Linked DNA regions of Mus musculus: region 1 is linked to region 2. Evidence: chromatin contacts called from public promoter capture Hi-C data. All regions are on one chromosome and are shown on one strand. The core of a region is the stretch at or near the end of the contact, and the rest is flanking DNA. Distances in the headings are between cores, read along the strand shown.

Region 1 (4,465 bases), core at 1,579-4,078, 190 kb before region 2:
AGTTCATATTGTTGTTCTTCCTGTAGGGCTGCAGACCCCTTCAGCTCCTTGGGTCCTTTCTCGAGCTCCTTTATTGGGAACCCTGTGCTCCATCCAAAGGATGACAGTGAGCATCCACTTTTGTATTTGTCAGGCACTGGCAGAGCCTCTCAGGAGACAGCTATATCAGGTTCCTGCCAGCTAGCTCTTGTTGGCATCCACAATAGTGTCTGGGTTTGGTGGTTGTATATGGGATGAATCTCTAGGTGGGGCAGTCTGTGGATGGTCATTCCTTCAGTCTCTGCTCCAAACTTTGTCTCTGAAAATTCTTCCATGGGTATTTTTCCCCCTTCTAAGAAGGATCAAAGTATCCACACTTTGGTCTTCCTTCCTCTTGAGTCTCATGTGTTTTGCAAATTGTATCTTGGGTATTCTGAGTTTCTGGGCTAATATCTACTTATCAGTGAGTGTATATCATGTGTGTTCTTTTGTGATTGGGTTATCTCACTCAGGATGATATCCTCCAGATCCATCCATTTGCCTAAGAATTTCATAAATTCATTGTTTTTAATAGCTGAGTAGTACTCCATTGTGTGAATGTACCACATTTTCTGTATCCATTCCTCTAAGACAAAAAAATCATCAATGATCTAAAATTAGGGTCAAAATTTGGTTTTTAAATGAGGTACTTAAAAAGTTGTAAACTATTCCTCCCCAAAGTATTTGTTAATAATAAGGTAACTTTAATAATATGATAATAATAACTTGTTAATATGTTAATAAATATCATTTGTTAAAGGTAATAATGATTACTAATAAAATAAAAATAAATAATAGTAATTTTATACTACAGAAACTTGACAGAAACCTGCTTATGTGATAAAAATTACTACTACCAATAAAAAGGACCATCAGGCAACATGTACCTACAGATAAGCACATAGCACCTATCCCATGATATCTCTACCTCAAAATATAAAATTTCAACCTAATTGTGAAAAAACATATCAAACCAAACTGAGTGATGCTGGTAACCAGCCTTCATGATGGTGCCCCTTCATCTCTGACTCCCAGTATTCCCATTCATGCATAGTGTCTCTCTGGCACTGAGAAGGGTTGATATTTGTTATCAGTAGATTATTCTCAAAGTATTATGACTGCTGGGGATTATGGAAGACATTCTGGCTTAGATCTTTTTTGATCTAGAAGAAGTTAGCTGCCATGAGGTGAGAATTTTCAGTTCCTGCTACCCAGCAGCCCAGTGACCACATGGTGAAGAAATGAGGAATCCAGTCAACAGCAACTGAGCGTCTTCTGTGTGACTTTTCCTGTCCCAATCAACTGGATGACTGTAGCGCAAGCTCTCATTTGGACCATAATATCAGGGGAGATGAAAAACTGCCAGTCTAGCTAAATTGACTCCAAATCATGATAGTACAAACTGGAAGGTACTATTTAGTCTCGCTTAATCCACTACTAATCATAGGGTAATTTGTTACTGTACTGTATAGTAGACAAATGATTTAAGAGCCATTTTTAGAAAATACTCTAACTATGTGTAGTTCAAAGATATAAAAAACTAACAACAAAAGAAACAACAAAATTCCAAGAGGTTGACAGGGCTCTGTTTGTAAAGCTATTTGTCAAGCAAGCATAAGGGCTTGAATTCAGATTTCTAGAATCTAGGTAAAAAGCTGCAGCCAATTTACCTGTAATCCTAGTGCAAGAGAGCCTGACACAGGCAGATGGAACTTACTGACCATCCAGTTTAGATAACCTGCAAGTTTAAGGGTCAGAGAAAGGCTTTGCCTCGAATAAGGGGGTGGAAAGCTGGCAAGAAAGACATTGATATTAGCTTCTAGTCTCCACACATCTTCATGTACACGTGCAAACCACATAAAACACACACACACACACACACACACACACACACACACACACACACACACATGCACACACACACACCTCCTACTCCCAAAGATCTTTTTCAAATTAAAGAAAGAGACATGGAAACTAAATATATAACACTGAAGTGTGGATAGTTTTGTTATTCTTATCATGCCGTAACAAAGATTATTGAGATATTCATCAAAACTTGAAGACAGTAAAAAATTATGAAAAACTACCTTACCAATATTAGTGTCTTGTAATTGATCATTTTACTATAGTTATATTGTCCTTATTTTTAGGAAATACACATTAAAATACTTAAAGAAGAGATAAATGTCTGTAATTTATTTAAAAAGTCAGAAATAACAATTACATAACACAATTGTATAGTCAAAATATATACTTTTATATATCTTTATAATTATATAGAGATAACATTTCTAAAATATTAACATTTAGAAAACCCCTTTACAGTTATACAGAAATTTGAAATTTCACTGTTTACACTAGAGTAAAAAGATTGTAATGCCAGGCAGTGTTATTTCTGAATTTCCACTTTAAGTAAAATAAGCTGTTTTCTCAAACTGAGAGTTGATTACATTAATGGGGTTTGAAACTGAATTAACTGGAACAAAACCCCAAACAGGTTTAAAGAATACAATACTGTAAATTAGCATATCATACGATCAGTAGGCATGAGTATTATTTTGTGAAATTCTTGTTTCAGATGTAGGGGGGTGGGAACGAGAAAGTTAATGTACTTGGCTGCTCAATCAACAAAATATAGGAAAGCCAGGCGTCGCAGAACCCAGCCTGAACCAAAAGCAGACTTCCCGGGGACCGCCCCTCTCTGCCTCTTCCGCCCCTAGTCACCTGCAGTTGTGCTTCACAAATCTTCAGTACCCAGCGCCACCGCGCGGAGCCGATGCTATTTAAGGGTCTGCTCCCCACTGCTTACAGCCAGCCGCAGGCAGCCAGCCCCGCAGGCAGCCAGCCCCGTCCTCTTCCTCTCCTTGCTACAGGCTCACAACTCACAGAGCGCAACCTGCCATTGGACTGCTGCACACATGGGATCCTTGGGTTCGCTCTGGGTTTTCTTCACTCTCATCACTCCAGGAGTTCTTGGTGAGCTGGGCACGGGAGCTCAAATACGGGAATTCCACCAGGGCTGGGAAACTTTCTGTGCCTACACAAAGGCTAGAGGACAAACCAGGGATGTGGGGCCAATGCTGGATACTTGGCTGTCCCTGACACCTTTGGAGATCCCTCTGTCTCCTGATGCAGAACGTCCCCACCTCTTCTGGGAGATGGATTATCACCATAGAAGGCTGAGACACTTATGGTCGCTTTGGAATGTGACTGCTGCATTGTTTTTGTTTTTGTTGTTGTTGTTGTTGTTGTTGTTGTTGTTGTTGTTTTTTGTGTGTGGGGGGGGTCTGCTCTCTTCTCCCTGGATTCCAGTCTCCAGGGAATTCATCAAGAGCTCACACAGTAGTGTCCCAATCTGTGCTCAAGAATTACAGACCTGCATGTGCCTCTTAGGCATGGAGCCACTGCTTCGGTTTTTAAAAAGAGTAACACCTGATTCTCCAATGTGGGTCTCAGATTTTTTATCTTTGATAGTATGTTTAAAAACTATCTTCAGTTAGTTTTTAAAGTTGAACATGAATTAAAACTATGACTTCTGTAGTGGTGTGTGCTTCTGTAGGTTCTCCTTCAGTGTTCTCTGTAAGTGGTGTGTGTGTGTATGTGTGTGTGTGTGTGTGTGTGTGTGTGTGTGTGTGTGCATGTGTGTGTGTTGTTGTTGTTGTTTCACAGATTGGCTTGCTTTTAAAGTAGTACCATTTATTCTGGTAGTGAAGGGATCAGGTATAAGACATTTACTGCAAAAACCTCAATGCTGAGTGGATTTTGGCAAGTCTCAGTATAACTTGTTCTCATAGTGAATAAATTCATAGGTTACTTACAGTAAACCTCAATGGCTGCGTGAATTTGGCAAGTTGGTTAGAGCCCTGACCCTCAGTTTTTCATATATAAAGTCAGAAATGAGCTGTGCTAACATCCCATGAAGGTGAAAGAAATCAGGAGCTGTCAGAGAAATTAAGTCAATTGGCACTTGACTGTTGACACTAAGGTAGCCGTTAGCAGCTAAGGATGGATCTGGTTGTTATAGGGTCTGAATATTATGTATTAGTTCTGCTACAATTTCTACTGGAAAATCAATTCTAGGGATGGCTGGACCTTATTTCATGTTCACTGATGAATATTTTATGCTCAGTACAATACTTTGGTTAACATACATGACTCTCATTTTTAAAAAAAATCATCCATATCCATCAGATAGCCAGGAAACCCAGTATTAAGGCATTTGATGATAATTCTCAATAATGATTTCCCTACTTCCTGTCTTCTGACCAACTTTTCAGATTTGTTTTTATTCTACATATAAATCCTCCATCTACTTCTAAATGATTTCTAAATCATCCGTGTAAAGCCTTTTACATCTAAATAGTTAATCTCTCCCTGTCCTCCAGAAGAATTTTCAGTGTTAGTCACTACTCCGATCTTCACTCCAGATCCTAGAAAGATGTAAAGA
Region 2 (4,828 bases), core at 818-3,317:
TAGCCTCTTGAACAAACAAAATGGAGAAGGGCCCTGGCAGGATGCACACACACACACACACGCACACACACACACACACACACACAAAGAGGTATCAATTCTTTCTTTAAGGGAGGTGGCTGGAAAGGATATGTAGTATAGACACTTCTGCACAGAAAAGAAAGCAAGCATGAAAAGACAACATGTAGAACTTGAGAAAATGTTGGCAAACTATTTACTTGCCAGGATCAACATCCAGAACATATGAGGAACTCAAAACAAATAATCCGATTTTAAAATGGGCAAATTACCTAAACAAACATTTGTTTAAAAAAGACAAACAGGCAGCAAGTATTCAAGAAAATGTTCAATGATCATCAGAAAAATATAAATTCAAAACTATAATAAAATGCCACCTCACCCTAATGAGAATGGATATTTTCAAAAGCATATCATTAATAATAGTAATAATAATAATAATTAGTAGCAGTAGTAGTAGTAGTAGTAGTAGTAGTAGTAGTAGTAACAAATTCCAGGATAGATGTAGAGAAAATACCTTGTCACATCGTTAGTGGAAATGTAAATTAGTACAGCTGCGGTTTAAAAAAAAAATCGTATTTAGGGTCCTTAAAAGTAAAAAAAAAACCCAAAAACTAGAAACATGGCAATGTGCAGACCTGTTATGCATAGCACTCAGGAGGCTAAGACAGGAGGATCACGAGTTCTAGGCTAGTCTTGGCTCCATAGGGACACTCCATCACAAAACAACAAAGCAGAACAAGAAATACCCTGGAAACACAACTACCACATAATCCAACAATCTTAATATGAGAAATATATTTAAAGAAATTAAAGTTGGCATGTCAAAGAGACATTTTAATGCCATATTTACTGTAGCACTAGTCATAATAGCCAAGAGTGAGAATAAACTTCAGTGTCCATCAATAGGGGAATGGAAAAAGAAAATGTGGTATGTGTGTCAGTTTGTGTGGTGTGTATGTGTGTGGTGTGTGTGTGTCTGTATGTGTGTCTGTGTGTGTGTGTGTGTGTGTGGTGTGTGTCTCTGTGTGTGTGTATGTGGTGTGGTGTGTGCATGTGTGTGTGTGTGTATATGTGTGTGTGTGCATTGGAAGATTATTTCACAATAAAAGACTGAAATCCTGTTATTTGAAGCTATATAACCTAAGAGATATTACATTAAGTGTCGGAAGCATTTAAATTAGCAGAAGTAATATGGGCAAGAACTTCTTGGAGAGCCTGTGTTAAGAGATACCTTAATATGAAGACAAAAATACTAGAATGTCTTTTTAATGTTTTTGCTGAAAATAATAAGTCAAACCAAACTATTACCTAATATGTTTATGGGCATGGATACAATGCTTAAATTTATGTGGCAACTGTCACATAATGTGCAAGAGTATACTCATTTGAACTATTCTTATTAATAAACATTCTTAATCATTTATTCAATTTAATTATTCAACAAACAGCTTTTACATGGTAGTTGCTGTCTCTGCTCTGAAACAGAGCAAGGGACAAAACTGACAAAGATCACTGCTCCTGTAACTCCTGTTCCAGTAAACAGAGAGAGAAAAGACACTGATGTAAACTGTCTTAGTCGGTGTTTTACTGTTGTACAGAGACACCATGACCATGGTATAAAGGAAAGGATCTAATTGGGGCTTGCTTATAGTTTCAGAGATTCAGCCCACTCTCATTATGTCAGGAAGCATGGCAGCATGTAGGGAGACATAGGGTTAGAAGTTCTCTCATGGTGCTAAAAGTTCTACATCTAGATCTACAGACAACAGGAAGAGACACTGGGCCTGTCTTGGGCTTTGAAACCCCAGAGCCCCTGCTCAGTGATACACTTCCTCAAACAAGGTCACACCTAATTCAACACTGGGACATTTCCTAATCCCTCCCAAGTACTACAATTTCCTGATGACTACTAAGCATTCAAATACATGAGCCTGTGGGGGCCATTCTTATTCAAACCACCCCAGAAATATTTATTATATTAATGATGATAGAGAAAAATCCCGTGGAAAGGGGTACAGAGAATGCTAGAGAATGCTGAGCTATGAGAAGGCCCCAGAGAAGATAAGACCCATAGGAAAAAAGGAAAAAAAAAAAAAAAACACACAAGCTATGTGGGAAGAAGATTCCAGACAAGAGAACTAGAAATGAAAAGGCCCTAACACGAAGGCGGCCAATGATGATGGCATAAAGTGTAGTGAAACAAGAGCAAAGAGGACAGAGATGCAGCAGCACAGGAAATGGGTCCTACAGTCCTGATGAACACACGGGAGCCACTAGCCTCCACTGGAGATATGCTATGACTCAGCACAAATAGTAAATTAAACAAGAACAATGAAACCCACTTAAAAAATAAAAACACTTTTGGCATACTAGCTTAAATAAAATACATGACCACAATTAATTTTCAACAGCTCTTTTTCCTTTGCCAGAGGTTTTAAAATTACCTGTGTTATTCTCTAGTGTTTCTCACATTGTAACTCTATTTATTCTACAGTAATGATATAAGCTACACCATCCTGGGGGTCTCATTGAGGACCACAGTATTTATTGAATGAGATGAAAAGCTACCACTTGGGGTTGAGTACATCAGGATATAGTAAGACTTCTTTTTCATTGGAAGATTCTGGCTGCTGTGAGGACTCTAGCCTATGAGGGACAGAGAAGCAGAGATGACAGCAATTTGGCCAGGGTGCTGGCAGGAAAAGCAGTTCTGACAGGTCAGATTTGGGAGGTACTTTACAGATGGAATCAGGATTAGCACACGAGTGGGATAAAGACCACAAGAATGAGGAAAGTGATATACAACATCTAGTATTCTAATAAACACCGAAAAGGTTAGCATTCCCATTATTGTGATGGGAAAACTGAGTAAAAAAGTCAGTTTAGACTGGGATATGTTCAATGGTAAACGTATTAATATCAATACTGAGATGTTAAACCAGCAGACTCATATATGGGTCTACAACTCACGAGGAAGCCTGTATTAGAGACAAAAATTGGGAAGTATCACTACCCAAGGTTTTACTTCTTACTAGGGAAAAGTTATAACATAAATAAAATTACAGTGAAAGTAATAAAATAAAACTCATCAAGCAAATTCAGGAAAAAAAAATGCATGGTCATTGCTATTTCCCATCTGTGACTACTCTGAAATGAACTGGAGATTTAATTTGTAAGTAAGGCATTTAAAGATATGATGTGGAAAAGTGAGGATGGAAAAGATAAAGAGGAAGAATCCCAGGGAGAGAAAACTGAAAATGTGTTGCCAGTGAAGGCAATAAGAGACCAGAAACAGATGCCCTAGAAATAAGATGAAAATAGCCTCCAGGTAAAGGACAGGACCAACTATGTCCAACACTGCTAAGGAGCCACCCAATGAGGTGTGATCAAAGCCAGAGTGACCACTGGGAGAAGTGTCAGGAGTGGTGGGATTCCAGGTGGACATGAAAACATGAGCATGAATGAGGAAGCCTGAAAGGCAAAATCTGGGGCTTCTTTAAAATAACAAAACAGCAGCCAATGTAAATGTTTCAAAAGGAGAAACACCAGTGACGTGAACAGATCAGGGCTGGGTATCATCATGAACCCATGTGTGAGAGGGAAGGGTGCTCAGCAGGCAGGGACTGTCTATGACAGAACTGTGAATAGCAAACAGAGGAAGAGAAAAAGTATCACACATCGTAGCCACTGACAACTTTCAATGTTGTATTTACTATGTATTAATAATACCAAAATGCTGTATACAACACAGGAAGATACTCAAGAGTTTAACTGATATACAAAATATTGTTTAATTAAAAAATCAAATTCTAGCTGGGCAGTGGTGGTGCACGCCTTTAATCCCAGCACTTGGGAGGCAGAGGCAGGCGGATTTCTGAGTTCGAGGCCAGTCTGGTCTACAAAGTGAGTTCCAGGACAGCCAGGGCTACACAGAGAAATCCTGTCTCGAAAAACCAAAAAAAAAAAAAAAAAAAAAAAATCAAATTCTTAACCATGACTAGAGTTATGAATCATGCTAAATTTAAAATATTATATCCTAAGTATATAATAGAGAACATATAAATGCTAAAAGTATATTGTTTTTTTTTACATCTGAGAACATAGTTTTACTAAAAAGTACTAAAACTGTATAGATATTCCAATCCTACAATATAGCTGGACTTAACCTGAAATTGCAAAAACAAACAAACAAAAACTAATAATATCTAAGAATCACAAGAAACTATTTATATAGGGAAATATAAATTATATGAGCCTGAACTGTATTGGCAGATTAGGTTCCCACAGCAGCGTAGATGCTTATCAATGTACAGCTTCCACACAGAGCAGTTCACAGAGAACATGGACTGTCACCTGACCAGCTGGTAGAAGAAGCAAGAGCCTATCCCAACCCACAGCCAGCAAAGTCATGGAGCTATCCAAGTTGCTCTAATAAATATACCTGTACCACTGGGCACTTGCCAAGACCTTTACCAATGGGAAGAGCTTTTAAATGTTTTCATTTAGTCTCTCTGTCAATCCATTAGTCAAATAACCTCACCACTTTAACGATCAGGGCTACATACACTTAGGCCAGAATGTTAAACACAATAGCAAACCAGTGCCACTCTAAAAGGCAAGTTACAGGGCTATGCAAAGTTTGCAAGCGATGGAAACTGTACCAGGCTTCATCAGTCACAGGAAATGATGGCATGAGTCCAAGCATACCAGGCCCGAAAACATGGCAGATTTGGCAGCACCAAAGTGCCAGTCATAGGCATGTGGTACACAAAGAAAGCTGACAGTAGTTCTCAGTTTAAAATGTAGC

The links. Promoter capture Hi-C pulls out the DNA fragments that hold promoters and counts their contacts.
Region 1: a contact with region 2 is called in a promoter capture Hi-C map of the C10 cell line. The contact joins the promoter of Cr2 here to the enhancer-like site in region 2. A contact is called at or near these places in 1 of 39 promoter capture datasets (the C10 cell line), 1 of 15 datasets of contacts at CTCF or cohesin (the NIH/3T3 cell line), 2 of 484 Hi-C or Micro-C datasets (B cells and pro-B cells), 3 of 115 datasets of contacts at active chromatin or transcription factors (the 230-238 cell line and bone marrow-derived macrophages) and 1 of 9 other capture datasets (adipose tissue).

What each region holds. Positions count from the first base shown.
Region 1 is chr1:195,175,082-195,179,546 of GRCm38.p6, reverse strand. It overlaps Cr2 (complement receptor 2), which reads left to right and starts at 2,828. Exons shown (of 26, transcript NM_001368765.1): 1 at 2,828-2,994. The coding sequence starts at 2,937.
Region 2 is chr1:194,983,025-194,987,852 of GRCm38.p6, reverse strand. No RefSeq gene overlaps it. Among named protein-coding and RNA genes, the nearest start is that of Gm16897, 8.5 kb to the right of the region's middle. Within about 2 kb of position 2,067, at least 42 of the 459 cell types and tissues checked have an H3K27ac peak or open chromatin away from gene starts, as enhancers often do. A contact at or near this core is called in B cells and bone marrow-derived macrophages, where this site is marked.